Regions from separate parts of the Mus musculus genome. Here regions 2 and 3 are each linked to region 1. A link is a contact called in public Hi-C and HiChIP or PLAC-seq data. All regions are on one chromosome and are shown on one strand. The core of a region is the stretch at or near the end of the contact, and the rest is flanking DNA. Distances in the headings are between cores, read along the strand shown. Region 1 overlaps Nln (neurolysin (metallopeptidase M3 family)). Region 2 overlaps Erbin (Erbb2 interacting protein). Region 3 holds the start of Erbin (Erbb2 interacting protein).

Evidence for each region. Hi-C and Micro-C count contacts between places; a contact is called where the count stands out from the background. HiChIP or PLAC-seq counts read pairs in DNA pulled down with a chosen protein or histone mark.
Region 2: a Hi-C map of bone marrow-derived macrophages shows a contact between it and region 1, with 20 read pairs. The contact joins two enhancer-like sites. A contact is called at or near these places in 9 of 484 Hi-C or Micro-C datasets (LSK cells, Th2 cells, bone marrow-derived dendritic cells and 6 more), 2 of 115 datasets of contacts at active chromatin or transcription factors (astrocytes and microglia) and 2 of 9 other capture datasets (liver and pancreatic islet).
Region 3: a contact with region 1 is called in an H3K27ac HiChIP or PLAC-seq map of heart atrium, with 2.7 times the contacts expected there. The contact joins the promoter of Erbin here to the enhancer-like site in region 1. A contact is called at or near these places in 12 of 39 promoter capture datasets (the 3T3-L1 cell line, the C10 cell line, the HPC-7 cell line and 7 more), 1 of 15 datasets of contacts at CTCF or cohesin (pro-B cells), 8 of 484 Hi-C or Micro-C datasets (the C10 cell line, the G1E-ER4 cell line, the HPC-7 cell line and 4 more), 11 of 115 datasets of contacts at active chromatin or transcription factors (the HPC-7 cell line, the SCID.adh cell line, bone marrow-derived macrophages and 7 more) and 3 of 9 other capture datasets (adipose tissue, liver and pancreatic islet).

Annotation. Positions count from the first base shown.
Region 1 is chr13:104,072,273-104,076,638 of GRCm38.p6, reverse strand. Nln (neurolysin (metallopeptidase M3 family)) reads left to right here. Exons shown (of 13, transcript NM_029447.2): 2 at 3,617-3,876. Among named protein-coding and RNA genes, the nearest start is that of Nln, 35 kb to the left of the region's middle. Within about 2 kb of position 1,773, at least 83 of the 459 cell types and tissues checked have an H3K27ac peak or open chromatin away from gene starts, as enhancers often do. A contact at or near this core is called in the SN4741 cell line, Th1 cells, bone marrow-derived macrophages and 6 more, where this site is marked.
Region 2 is chr13:103,839,207-103,843,572 of GRCm38.p6, reverse strand. Erbin (Erbb2 interacting protein) reads left to right here. Exons shown (of 26, transcript NM_001289473.1): 18 at 1-116; 19 at 2,305-2,419; 20 at 4,083-4,266. Among named protein-coding and RNA genes, the nearest start is that of Gm52054, 67 kb to the right of the region's middle. Within about 2 kb of position 2,087, at least 50 of the 459 cell types and tissues checked have an H3K27ac peak or open chromatin away from gene starts, as enhancers often do. A contact at or near this core is called in bone marrow-derived macrophages, where this site is marked.
Region 3 is chr13:103,918,443-103,922,808 of GRCm38.p6, reverse strand. It overlaps Erbin (Erbb2 interacting protein), which reads left to right and starts at 2,223. Exons shown (of 26, transcript NM_001289473.1): 1 at 2,223-2,563. It overlaps D130037M23Rik, which reads right to left. Exons shown (of 1, transcript XM_006517803.4): 1 at 1-4,366. The coding sequence starts at 2,816. The coding sequence ends at 987.

The DNA.
Region 1 (4,366 bases), core at 524-3,023:
CAGTAAGGGAAAACACAGCTGTCTCTGCTTCCTCCTTGCCAGGTTGGCCCGCAGTGCCACTCCAGACCAACCTCTCCACCACTGTCTACATCTGCACAGCACGTACACGTGACCTTGGGTTGATCACCAGAGCAAAGAAACCAACTCTTTGAGGCTCCCAGTGTGGCTTTAGCATTCTGAGGCTTGCATTTGCTGTCTTCTTCCAACAAGGTGGTTGGTCCTCTCCATATTTAAAGACTTGTTTCTGCTCCCAGGTCCAGCCAACAAGTGGCTGACTCCAGTGTTCACATAGGCAGTCTATCCAAGCTAGACTCCATTATTTCTGCTCTTCAGATTTTTTTCTTGAGCCAAACATTTAAGGGTTCACTTTTTTCTTAGAAGTTTTTTCTTATTTGTCTGTCTCTTCCTTCCTCTCTCTCTCTTTCTCTGTGTGTGTGTGTATATATATATATATATATATATATATATATATATATATATATATATATAAATATGGGTGCCTTCAGAGGCTAGGGACCTAAGGTTTTGAATTCCTTGGAGCTGGAGTTACAGGCAGTTGTGAGCTACTTGGATTCTCTAGAAGAGCAGAAAGTGCTCTTAACTGCTGGGCCATCTCTTCTGCCCCAGCCATTGATCAAATGTGTAGTGTTTTCACGGTCACAGCACTGCCCTTGCCTGTGCCTTTAATTGTGCAGAGATTGGAGCTTCATTGCTCTTAAACTGCTCTATCCATGTTTTATATCCCATTCCCTCCTGAAGCTATGGGGAAATTGTGTTCTGTTATCTTCTATGTTTTAATTGAATGGACATTTTGATTCTAGGTAAAACCATAAAAAGATTTCTTTTTGGAACATCGGTGCAGTTCTCCATGTCTCTCGCTCTGGCGCAGGCCTTTGGGTTATTTCTTGAGGTTTCTCACCCTTCTCTTGCATGTTACTATAACCCGTGTCTTTTTTTCTGACTTATTGTTTTTTTTATTAGGTTTTTTTAAGGATGTGTATATTGGTGTATCTGAGATGGAGAGGTGTACACCTGCACACAGTATCCACAGACTCCAGAGAGGATGTTATAGCAGTCATGAGCTGCTCAACATCGGTGCCCAACTTCAAGCTTCTACAAGAGCCATAGGTGTGCTTGGCTGCAGAATCCAAACTGCATCTTTGATTTCCAGTGTTAGTTTTTGAAGGATTGAATCATACATTTTGTGACATACTAAGTAATATGAGTTAAGAAGCCTTCTTAACTTTTACATATTTTAGCCAGTTTTTTATTGGTGTTTCAGTAACAGCTGTTTTTAAGTGTTTTTAAAATATTTTCTTTATCTCAGAAAAAGAACAAATTATTTAAATTCATTTAAGTAGATAAATATTTAAATTATACCTTAATACATACATATGGGCAGGTTTTAGAACAGTCTTAATCTTATTCTACTGATAACAAAAGAAGTAAACATATACCAGAAAAAACAGAGTGCTAGTCTTGTGAGCCTCAGCCAGTTTCACATCAGAAGTGTTGTGGAGAGGAGGTGAGGTCAGTGTGGATCTCGCTTGTCCACAGGGTATCGCTCTTGTGCTTGGCCCATTGGCTTTTGGCTCCCCTCACTTCCTTAACCGCGTTTCTCTCACACTTTCCTCCTTCAGCCTCGTAGCCTAGCTAGCGCTCCTGCTCACGGCTCTTGCCAAAGCCAAGCACTGAGCTCCTTTAGCCTCACTGAGGCTCTTCCCGTCTGCACAGTTGACTCTGGTACACACTCACTTCCTGTCCGCTGCTCTGTCTCATAGCTCCTCTCAACCCCAGCTTGGCCTAGTTCCCGGCAGTCCTGGCCTCACTGACTCTATGAATCAGTCCATACTTCTTGAGTCAGCTTAGCCATCCTGTAAGTGCAGCCACCTTTAAGATCAGTGACTTCCGCCTGCATGCCTGTGCACATATAGCAGGTCACAGTTTACCTTCTCCTTCCCCTGCAAGTCTGCTGTGTTCTCTCTGAAACCTGAGCGTTGCCCTTGAGTCTTTGCACCATGCTACCTTTACACCAAGGTGTATTGTCTCTACCTCTGCAATTAACTATCACTGCAGTTCTCCCATTTTCTAAGTCTGTATCCTATCATTGGGAGAAATAGGAGCATTCTCTAAGACATATAAGCTTATCAGGTCTCACCAGTGAAACCCTGTCAGTGCTCCCTTGAATAAGTCTGAGAGCAGCCGCTGGGTAGTGGTCAGTGATAGCGCAGTCACCTTGCATGCATGTGGCCACAGTTCCAATCTCTAGCATTGCAGAAAAGACAAAAGCGACTGAATCCGACCAACCTCAGACAGCCACAGATCAACGCTGTGTGTCTCGAATGAGTCCCAAGACTCCACATTGGCCGCTTCCTCTTTATCCTTCAGCTTTCTCGGTCACATGCTCTTTGCCTTTGGATAGTCTAACTAGGACCCAGTTCTTTTAGGACACTGACTTTTCCCACTCCCCACCGTGGAGTCTTTCCGAGTCCCCTCGCCCTATGTGCTCTAACTTAGTGCCCATCACAAAGCACTGCTGCTTAGTTTGTCCCTGCGGCTTCTCTTCCTTATTAGAACATCAGGAGCCTGGACAGACTGTCATCTTACCCTCAGGGCCCCTCACAGAGCTGCACGCATGTACTGGGTGTCATGTGGGCAAATGACCTTAAATGACCTTATTCAAGTTAGCCTCGGAGCCTCAGTTACCTCACTGATCAACAGGGAGAACTACTCCCTGAGGCTAAGAGAAATTAAGCCGAGCATAATGGCTAGGAGTGGGGTTCTAGATCCGTGCTGCCTGATTTCTAATGCCAGTGCTCACTGTGTGACTGGCTGGGCCACACAGGTTACACTGTGCAGATGACTTGGTGAGCCTTAGTGTCTTTATCAGTACATGAGAATGGCCACAGACTATGTCTTTAAAGGACTGCTCAATGTCTGAGATTCACGGTATGGAAAACATTTTGAGCAGTGCCTAAACATTGACTATGCAACTTGTTGTCTAGTAAATATGACATTTTCTATTTCTAAGCTATAAAATTGGGGTGAGGTTTGGAGTTGGGAGAGGAGAGAGAGAAATACTCATACAGCCAAGAGTCAGGATATTTTAGTTGTAATATCTAAAGAAATAAGGACCGACCTCCTTACTGGCAGTTTTTCTTTTATCACAATGTGATATCTCTAGCAGAGGCAAATTACTATTTTTATTTATATAAAATTACGGGGGAGATTGATATCTAACATGAAAAAGAGAATATTTGTAATGTTTTTTAGTAAAGCCTACAATTTTTTTAAATAAACGTACTCTTAGAAACTAGCACATGAAAGATTAATTCTTAAAGGACAGTTGTCATGTATCAGCTAACTTCCTTCTGTATGATTTCATATATTCAAGTCCACATTTGAATAGTAAAAATTCCACTAAAACTATAATTATGCAAGAAAATAAGAAATACTAAGTAATATGTTCACTCATTTTTTTTCCTTTAGGAAAGGGTTGTTGTTTCCTTTTGAAACATTCTTACTTGGTGTCGGAATGTGTTATATGTTTACATTTTAGCTCCCAGCCAACAGAAGTCCCTAATTTCTTTTTTCTTTTTTTTCCAATTCTTTTCAGAGCTGGTGGTTCCAGGATTCGGCTCAGAATGACGTTGGGGAGGGAGGCGGCATCTCCTCTTCAGGCCATGTCTTCCTACACCGCCGCAGGCAGGAATGTTCTCAGATGGGACCTTTCTCCAGAGCAGATCAGGACGAGGACAGAGGAGCTCATAGCACAGACCAAGCAGGTGTATGATACCGTGGGGACAATCAACCTGGAGGATGTAACTTACGAGAACTGTCTGCAGGTGCTGGCTGACATAGAAGTGAAGTACATAGGTGGGTGCAGACGGGAGCGTCTCAGTATTTCCTGTGGTGAAATCTACAGCCATTTTACCCTTCTTGGCTGAACAGCCAGTTTCCCAGTTTTACAAGAAATTGACTCTTCCACGAGGCTGATTATAGCTTAGAATGGAATTACTTAAGGTCCGTGAGCCTCGTCAGGTTCTTAGTGGCGTGTACTCCCCTCCGCTGCTCTGTGTTCATCAGAGCTGCCAAGAGCCTCCTATTCTTGCCCAGCAGCTCTGCATCTAGAAATCCACGACAACGAAATAAGAAAGGCGAGATTCTTACATAACTAGTGTATAAGTGGATACTGTTTTCATATCCAAGGCTCAGAAACCAGCCTTAAATGTCAGCTGATATAGAATCACAGTATTGTAGAACTGGTGACATGGTTTGGTAGGTAGATAAATGATCAGACATCCATCCTCTGTAACTCCATGTAGCCATTGAAAGCGTAGTTTTAAAAAAGTATACAGCAGCCTAG
Region 2 (4,366 bases), core at 838-3,337, 230 kb after region 1:
TACAGAAAATGAGTGAGCCTGAAGCTGAGACCAATGGTGGAAATTTGCCAGTAACTGCAAGTATGAAGTTGTCTGGAAACCTGAAGCATATTGTTAACCATGATGATGTTTTTGAGGTATAACTTCATTCTGACATAATCATGAGAGTTTTCTATGTAGAATTTTATTGTTGTAAACAACAGAAGCCTGATAATATGACTGCAGAAAATACTAACATGTATTTATATTGAGGTATCCTTGAGAAATTTCAGACTGCCAAAATATCACTCATCACTTGAAATTTAATTTTTTTAACTCTTTGTAAGTAAATGACTAGTAAGTAAATTAGATAATGATGTGTCATGTAAAGTGAATAATCACAGTTGCTTTTATGTCTTTATTTTTTGCAGTAATGGAAATCAAGTTCAGTTAGTTGTACATAAGAGAGGCTCATGTTCTGTCTTTTGCATCCTCAGTCCTTGGTTTTATTTCTGTAACATCAAAATGAAAATTGAAGATGTAGATCAGTGGTAGTAGTGCCTCAGCTGGCATAGGCCCTGGATTCTGTCCTCAGCACTGTGAAAAAGGGGGGGTGGGACAAGAGAAAATACCTATTATGGGTATACCCAATCATTTAACTTACATAAGCATTCATCATTGAATGTTACCCTTGTTCAGTGTCTAAGAACCTAAATATAATCTCTACTATTAAAAGTTGTAGGTTTTGTTTTTGGTTTTTTTTTAAGGCAGGAGGCCTTTTTAAAAAGAGATAAACTCTAAGTGTACTGATTGAAAGCATATAATTTAATGACTTAAACAATTTACAAAGTTGTAAAACCATCACCACAGTTACTTGCAGAATATTTGTATAGCCACAGAAAGAAAAAGAAATGTCATCCTTTTTGTCCCTTTAAGGCTTTGCACGCCCCCCCCCCCCAGCTCTAAGCAACTAGTAAGTACTTTGCCTGTATAGATTTGTCTATTACTGCTCAGTAAGTGGTCTTTTATCGTTTCCTTCCCTTGGCATATTCTCTTGAAGTTCATACTGTGGTAATTCTCAGAACTGCATCTTATTTCTATGGTGTCTGAATAGTATTCTATTGAATTATATCTCAGGTATAAGTGAGACTGCTAAACATAGACAGAACTCTCAGTTTTCTGAGACTAAGTCTCCATAGCCCAGATAGTCCTGGAGCTCACTATGCAGCCCAAGCTGGTGTAACTCGTGATACTCCTCCTGTCTTAGCCTCTTGCATGCTAGGTGTATAGCTGTGAGCTACTGTGCCTCGCTGAACTCCACGGTGGCTCTGGTTCTCCCTTAACTCCAGTTCCAGAGGCTCAACACCCTCTTTTAACCTCCATGGTTATCACACACACACACACACAGTCATACATTCAAGCAAAACATTCATACACAAGAAATAAAAATAAATCTATAATGATATGAATAGAGATTGAAAACTATTTCATTAAAATAGTATTTTTGTACACCAAGAAATAGAGCTACCATGTGGGTGCTGGAAAATAAACCTTTGTCCTCTGCAAGACAGCAAGTGCTCTTAATTGCTGAGTGATCTCTCCACTATCCATATCTTTACTGTGGCACTTACAAACACATAAAAGTCCTTAGTACTGTTTGTTTCTTTTTCAGAGGAACAAGTTTTGTAAAGCATTTGCTTTAGTTTCATCTTAGTATGTAGGAATGATTTAACTGGCAAGAGAGCTCATTTCCTGCATGACATATGATATTAAAATTTCTATTAATAGTTGATGACTAACAAGTCATTTTCTTTTCTGACACTACTCAGTAGTAGGTAATCTGCAACAACTGTGGCGTATTACAGGAAATAAACATGGAAAATAACAATTCTGTTTTCAAAATAGGTAAAATATTTATAGTTCACATTAATAGTAGTCTATCGTAGAAGCCAAATATAGTTATGAAACTACTCAACACTTAGGCAAAGGCTCTGTTGAGGGACTCCAGAAGTTGAATTTTTGAAAAACAGGATTGTGCTGTGGTCATTTTTGTTTGCCAGTAACCTCACACTCTGGCACGTGACAACTACTGATACAGTGATAAGGCTTAGAGCCAGAAATGATCCATGAGAAGTTTTAATCTGTGGTTACAGTACTACTGTAGGTTTATTGCTGCACTTGAAAAAGTTGAGTCATGCAGCTTTGTCAACCATTTCCATTAACAGGCACTTTTATACATGGTCTGAGCAGTTGCTTCGTTTCCCTGTGATGTTTTTATGATATATTAATTCATTTAAAGAGTCCAAAGTTTAATTCTCGTATTTATCCCTTTTTTCTTTAAACTAGGAATCTGAAGAACTTTCTTCTGATGAAGAAATGAAAATGGCAGAGATGCGACCTCCATTAATTGAATCCTCGATTAATCAGCCCAAAGTTGTAGCACTTAGTAATAATAAAAAGGGTTAGTAATAATCAAAAAGGTTAGATGTTAAGAGGGGGAGGCATTAAGACTAGAAATCACCTAAGTAAGATGTATTAACTTTGTGGAAGTAAATTTCATTGGATGTCACATTTTTGAAACATTCTGAAAGCAAAATTTATAACTGCCTTTCTAAAATGTTGTTCTTATTTCCCATTTTTAAAGAAAGAGATTGGTAGGTCCTCTCCACTCCCATGCAGAGTTTGTTTGTAAGGGCATGTACATTAAAGGGATATAATTCTAGATTATAATTCCATTTCTATTGAGTATTTCCTAGATACATTTTCCTTGTGTGCTTAATTTTATCCATTTATATAGACAAATTTGAATTGTAGTGAGGCCAATGAAGGATTTTGCATATAATACATTGCATAGTTCCTGATATATACGATTTATACTATATAAACATTATTTTATTCCTATCTATTCCAGAATGATAAATATTAAGTGCTTTTCCCCAACTTTCGCCAGCTAATTGTCACCTATGTCATCACACAACTCTTGCGACTTGTGCCTGATCAGCTTGCGCTATCTCTGCCAAATGCTTATCCAGACGGTTGCTTTCATAGAGCTAATGATACTACCAAGGTGGCTCTTGGCCAGCTTGGGTTTATAAGGATACTTAAAAACGATTGAGTACTTTATTTAACAGTTGCTTAGGTACTAGGCAGTTGTTACTTAGCTGTTTAACAGTTGGTTGTAGTAATAGCCCCATAAAAAGTACTTCAAAGGCTGTCTAACATTATTTTTTACACATTAAGGAACTAAGACTCAAGTACCTTGAGGTTGGAGTTCCTAAACCATTTGAGCCCTATTTCTAAAAACAATAAACTATCTTTAATCGATATGTGGGTATGTCTGAGTACATTAGACCCTTGAGTTGGCTAGAGTTGACTTCTTTATAAAGAGCTTTTTTACAACTATTTTCAAATTCCTTTTAAACTTGTGCTTTAGTAGATATGAACAGTTTCCTTTTCGTTGTTCTAAACAACCACCTCACACATGGAGAGATTACCACTTTATAAACAGGTCTTTGAGGTGGAGAGATACAGAGGACCCACGCTTGGTTCCCAGCACCCACATTGGGCAGCTCACTCTAACTTCAGCTGCAGGGGATATGATACCTTTGACTTCTGAGCACCTTCAGTCAAATGCACATACACACACAGGCATACATATAAAAGTAAATGTTTACATTTGAAATAAAGGAACCGACCCTTGAAATTTTGATTTTGTTTACATATTGATTACATTGCTCAATTTTATTATCAAGATAGGCTGAAAAATATTACACATTCATATGAAATAATTCCTTGACTAGATGAACTATAGGAGGTTGTAAATATATATTTTTATTATGAGTTCTTAAAATCAAAAGGACGTTCATTCACCAAAATGAGTTAGTAGCCTTTGAAAATTGTGCAGAAAGCGAAGTCAAATTTTGGGTACCCTACATTACATTAAAAATTCGATTACAACTTTTAAATTTTTGAATTTTTGTATATTTTCGGATTTAATTTTCAGAGATACCACTGATTATCTTACCGACTTAATTTATCACCTCAGACATACAATCAGTGCAAACGCTTTCCATGAATTCTTAGTGAATTTATCACTGCGCTTCAATACTTTCTTCTTTTTTCAGATGATGCGAAGGATGCAGACTCTTTATCCGATGAAGTCACACACAACAGTAATCAGAATAACAGCAACTGTTCTTCTCCGTCCCGAATGTCTGATTCAGTGTCTCTTAATACTGACAGCAGTCAAGACACGTCACTCTGTTCTCCCGTGAAACAGACTCCCGTGGATAGTAACTCCAAAGTCAGGTCTGTGTGCATTTGAACAAATGTATTTACTTATACAATAAATAGAAACAATAATACAAATAATAAATATAGGGCTAAACATAAATGGTTTCACAGATAT
Region 3 (4,366 bases), core at 974-3,473, 150 kb after region 1:
TAGGTTTGTTTCAATCTATCCTACTATCCCTTTCCTCACATGGTGCTGGAGATCAAACCCAGGGCATGGTTTCTACTACTAAACTACATAGGCAGTTACATTTAGTAGGGTCTAAAGCTACAGGATGCAGTAGTACTGGAATCCCAGGAGTCAACAGGGATCTCACTGGATGGAGGCTGCTTCATCCAGGACACTTTAGGATAGAGACCTTTTGATCATAGCCTTGCCATTGAGCTCTGATCAAACTCCAAACATTTTCCAAAGATGGTGTAAAACAAAACGTTCTCATGTCCGTTGAAACAGTCTGTACAAATACACCGTTTTTAAAATATACAATGGCTAAGATCCCTATTAGTATAAAATAGATTCCCAAGATGAAATGACCAGTTCTGCCATTCCCGGGGCTGTCATCGAATGTTTTTCAGAGACCGCTCTGAAACCCTGGTACCACTGTCCTCTACGGGCTAAGAATCTAACGCTCGTGTTAGTTAATTCTAGCAGTTTTGGGTGTAGTTAAAATGCTTCCACTTCAATTCAAAATGATTTGAATATCTTTGGAATTATTCCAAGTATTTGTCTCTGGCGTAGAACTCAACTTTAGTAAATAATTCTTTGGTGGACTTCGTGAACTCTTTCCCTTGGATGCAAGCCAAAACTCATCTGTAAGGCATATAGCTTTTTATTCAAAGTTGGTGATGAATAATTATCTCTGGGCTACAGACGGAAGAACTGAACCAGTGGCTTGAAGGACCCAGAGGCTAATTACCATCCCTGTGCATAGTTAATACAGCAGAGTGGGGGTGGACGATGGTTTGCCCAGAATCTATTCCATTCCCTCGGGTAAAACAAGGATGTTCTGTCTGCTAACATACTTAAAGCAGTAACTGTAAAAACGGCAATGTTATGGTTGAAGCTTTCTAAGCCATATGTGTTGACAGAATGCTTAAGTCTCTCTCTGCAATAAACGCAAACCCTGCCAGGCAGAACTACCAGGGCCAGCGCGACTGACTGAACGACTGCACGCCCGAAAGCGTAGGGGCTGGAAGGCTTCGCGGCGCTCGGAGTGCATCCAATGTTTCCTCTAACAAAGGCACCGTCTTGAGGCAATTTCGCGGGCCACGCTCCCCGCCTCCCAGCACCAGCTTTGTCTCCTCGGAGGGGCCCCCGGCCGCGTCGCCGCTTGCAGCAAGCTCGGAGGCCGGCCCGGCGTGGGAAGAAGCTGCACGGAGCAGCGGCGGTGGTTTCCTGCAACCTGAGCGTGCCATTAGAGGCGTCGGAGTGCTGCAGCTGAAAGAGATACCTGCTGCCTGGAAATCGGGGCTGCACTCGAACAACCTCTTTGCACCAATTACGGTCGTACAAAGAAACTCGATCGGCCCGGGCGGCGGAGGCCTCGCGGGGTCGTGGGGGGCGGAGGGGAGCCCGGCGGCCCGGGCCTCGGGAGGGTGGGTGGCGGGCCTCCCGCCGCGCGCCTCCCCGCCGGCCCGCGGCCCCCGGCCCGCGCCCCCCGCCGCCGACGTCGACCGCGTAGACCCCGTGCGCGCTGACTGGCTCGCGCCGGCCTTCGCCTGGCTGTGGGCGGTTGGGGCGCCCCCGCGGGAGCCCGCCCCGCCCCCGTCGCCGCCGCCGCCGCCGCGCGCAGCCTCGGCCCCCTTAGCCGCCGGGGCGGTGGCGCTGTTGCCGCCGAGGCCTGTGAAGCAGAAACTCCCTCCACCCCGGCCCGGCCCGGGTCCGCCTCCTCCTTTCTCTCCTCCGCCTCGCCTCCCCTCTCCGTCTCCCGCTCGAGAGTGAAGGTGGCGCGGCGGCGCGCGACGCAGCCTGGGCCCCCGGCGCGGGCCCGCGAGCTCCCGAGGAGACCGCGCCGCCGCGGCCGCGACCGCAGGGAAAGAGGACGGAGGAGAGCGCAGGGACGGCGGCGGGAAGCCCGGAGGGTTCGAGCGCGAGTGGCAGAGACAGGGCCGGCCGGTCGGACCGCCCGACGGACGGTCGCCTTCCAGCCTGCGCGGCCGGTCGGCTCCGGCTCGGAGCGGCGGGGGCCGGGCGGGCGCAGGGCGCGGCCGGCGCACTCGAGACAATACCCGCGCGGCGCGGCTGTGGGGGCGGAGGCCTAGTGCGGCCCAGGCCGGCCGAGCTCCGCGTCCTCGCCCCCCGTGGGCCGCGCGAGGTTCCGCGGCTCGGGGCGGGCGCCGTCCCCTCCCCCTCGGCGGCGCGGCGCGCCACCCCGGGGTTCCGGGTTCCCGGGCCCCGAGCTGGAGCCTGCTTTTCACCCAGGCAGGAAGTGAGTTTCGCACGGCAATTCCGGGCGGTGTCACGAGTGAAAAGTTTTTTCCTTCGGCGGAGAAGCGAGCCGGGGCTGGGAAACTCCTGACACAAGTCGCGAGCAGGAAGCCAGCCCGCACCCCAGCCCCCACCGGAGCAGCCGCACTGCTGCGGCCGGCCGGGCGGCAGCTCCACATCCGCCTCGTCCTCACGGGAGCCTCGGCGGGGCCCGGAGCCACTGAGGAAGGGCAGGGAACCATGTCAAGCCGAGCCTCGGGACGGCTGCCCTGAGACACCCTGAGAGGTAATTTCTTTTCTTTCTTTTTTTTTCTTTCTTTTACGGGAAGCGTCGAGCCAAGTTCGTGGGCCGGAAGCGACGGTACTTTAGTCCACCTCGCTCTGCCCGACTCGTCTCCCTTCTTTCTCCCGTGCCTTGGCATTTTAGCCGCCGAATAGTAGAACTGATTTCTCCCCCTCGCCCCGTCTACCGTCTGGATTCCTTTCTTTTTAAGACGGGGATTGTAAGAATGCGGTGGGACGAAAAGTTTTTCAGCCATCGGAAGAAAGAGTTCCTTTGTTGAGCAGGAGGGCCAGAAGTTTTAGTGCTCCGGGACGTATACATTGTATATCAAGTTGCTGAGGCTGGCAACTTTTGTTTCCGAAGAAAGTTGAGTCTTCTGGCTGCGGGGAGAGATTGATTCCCTCTCCCTGAGATGGCTGCCACATTTGTTTATGTTGGTGCCGATTGTTTTGGTTTTCGCGTTAATCCTACGCGGAGGTCGTTTCGGTAGAACACGTCTGGTTCTTTGGACTTTAGAAACCGGCTGCCTGCCATTCCCGATTGCTTTTTCTGGACAGCGAAGGCGCCGCTTGTAGTAGTAGTAAGTCGTGCGTTCTTTTCAGTCAGTAGCTTAACAGTGCTTGTTTGGTTACTTGATTGAAGAGTAGCTGCTAGATTTTTCTTGAAACTGGCGTTCTAGGAAACAGAATGTCGTAAAGATTAGGGATGAGGACGGAGAAGGATATGGCTACAAAAACAAAACAAAACGCCAAACACCTGCAAGTAGTTGATTGGTCAGGACTTGTATGCAGTTCCGAATAGGAACAACACTGGAAGGGAAGCGAAATAAAACCCTTAAAATTTTCAGAAGAGTCACACTGTGCGGAAAAAGCGGCGCTGTTTTGCAGTTGTATGTGTGTTGGCCCATCTGTTTTTGTTTGCTTCTGCCTAATAAGTGATAGGTACGGACTGTTCGGGCAGGAATTCGTGAAGCATGGCAGACATTCCACCAGTCAGACCTAGGGACGCTTCTGAACCGATGGAGTTTTCTTTATGGGTAGAACTAATTTTGGTTGCAGTAAACCCTGCTGTCTTTTCCCTTAGTAGTGTTTCAATTGTGTGTGTCTTTTAAAGTTTAATTTGCTCCCCCTGCCTCCAAGTACTTTTGTGGTAAGGGAAGTGACAGGTAATACTGTATTTTAAATAAATATTAACTATAGGTAGATGTAGCTTAAGCTTAAATTGGTGTTTAATCAGATATTACCAGAATAATTACCAGAAACCTGAGGAAAAAGAGTTGACTTCCTTTAGTTCAAAAGAAGAAAGGTAGGTTTTAAAGATCAGGATCAAGTGAGCTCACAACTTGTTCTTGGCTGTTTGGCTTTCATTAAGTACATTTCAAAAGGAGAATCGTTCCAGTATTTATGTTGTTGTGTTATTAGGGCCTGGTCTCTAGAGTTTTTGTTTTCATTTTTATTTTATTGGTGAGATTTGTGAGCCATCAAGCTATTCCTGTTAAAAGTCAGATTGCTTTATGAAGGAGTTTAAAGTGCATGACTGGTGGACTTTATGATTTGGGGACGTATAATTAGGCAGCAAAAGAGGTTAATCTTGAGCATATGAAAGAGGGAAACAAAATAAATGACATTGAACTTCGCTTCCCTTTTATGGCTTCTACTTGGCTCCAGCCTCAAAGCCTGAATAGAGCAAGTCTTTTAGAGAATGAACACTTGCAAAGATGTTTTTGTGTCATTCCGTTTTGTATAAAGTATTGTCACTTGAAAATACCTATTTAACACCCCCACCCCTTAAGGAAGTAGGTTATTT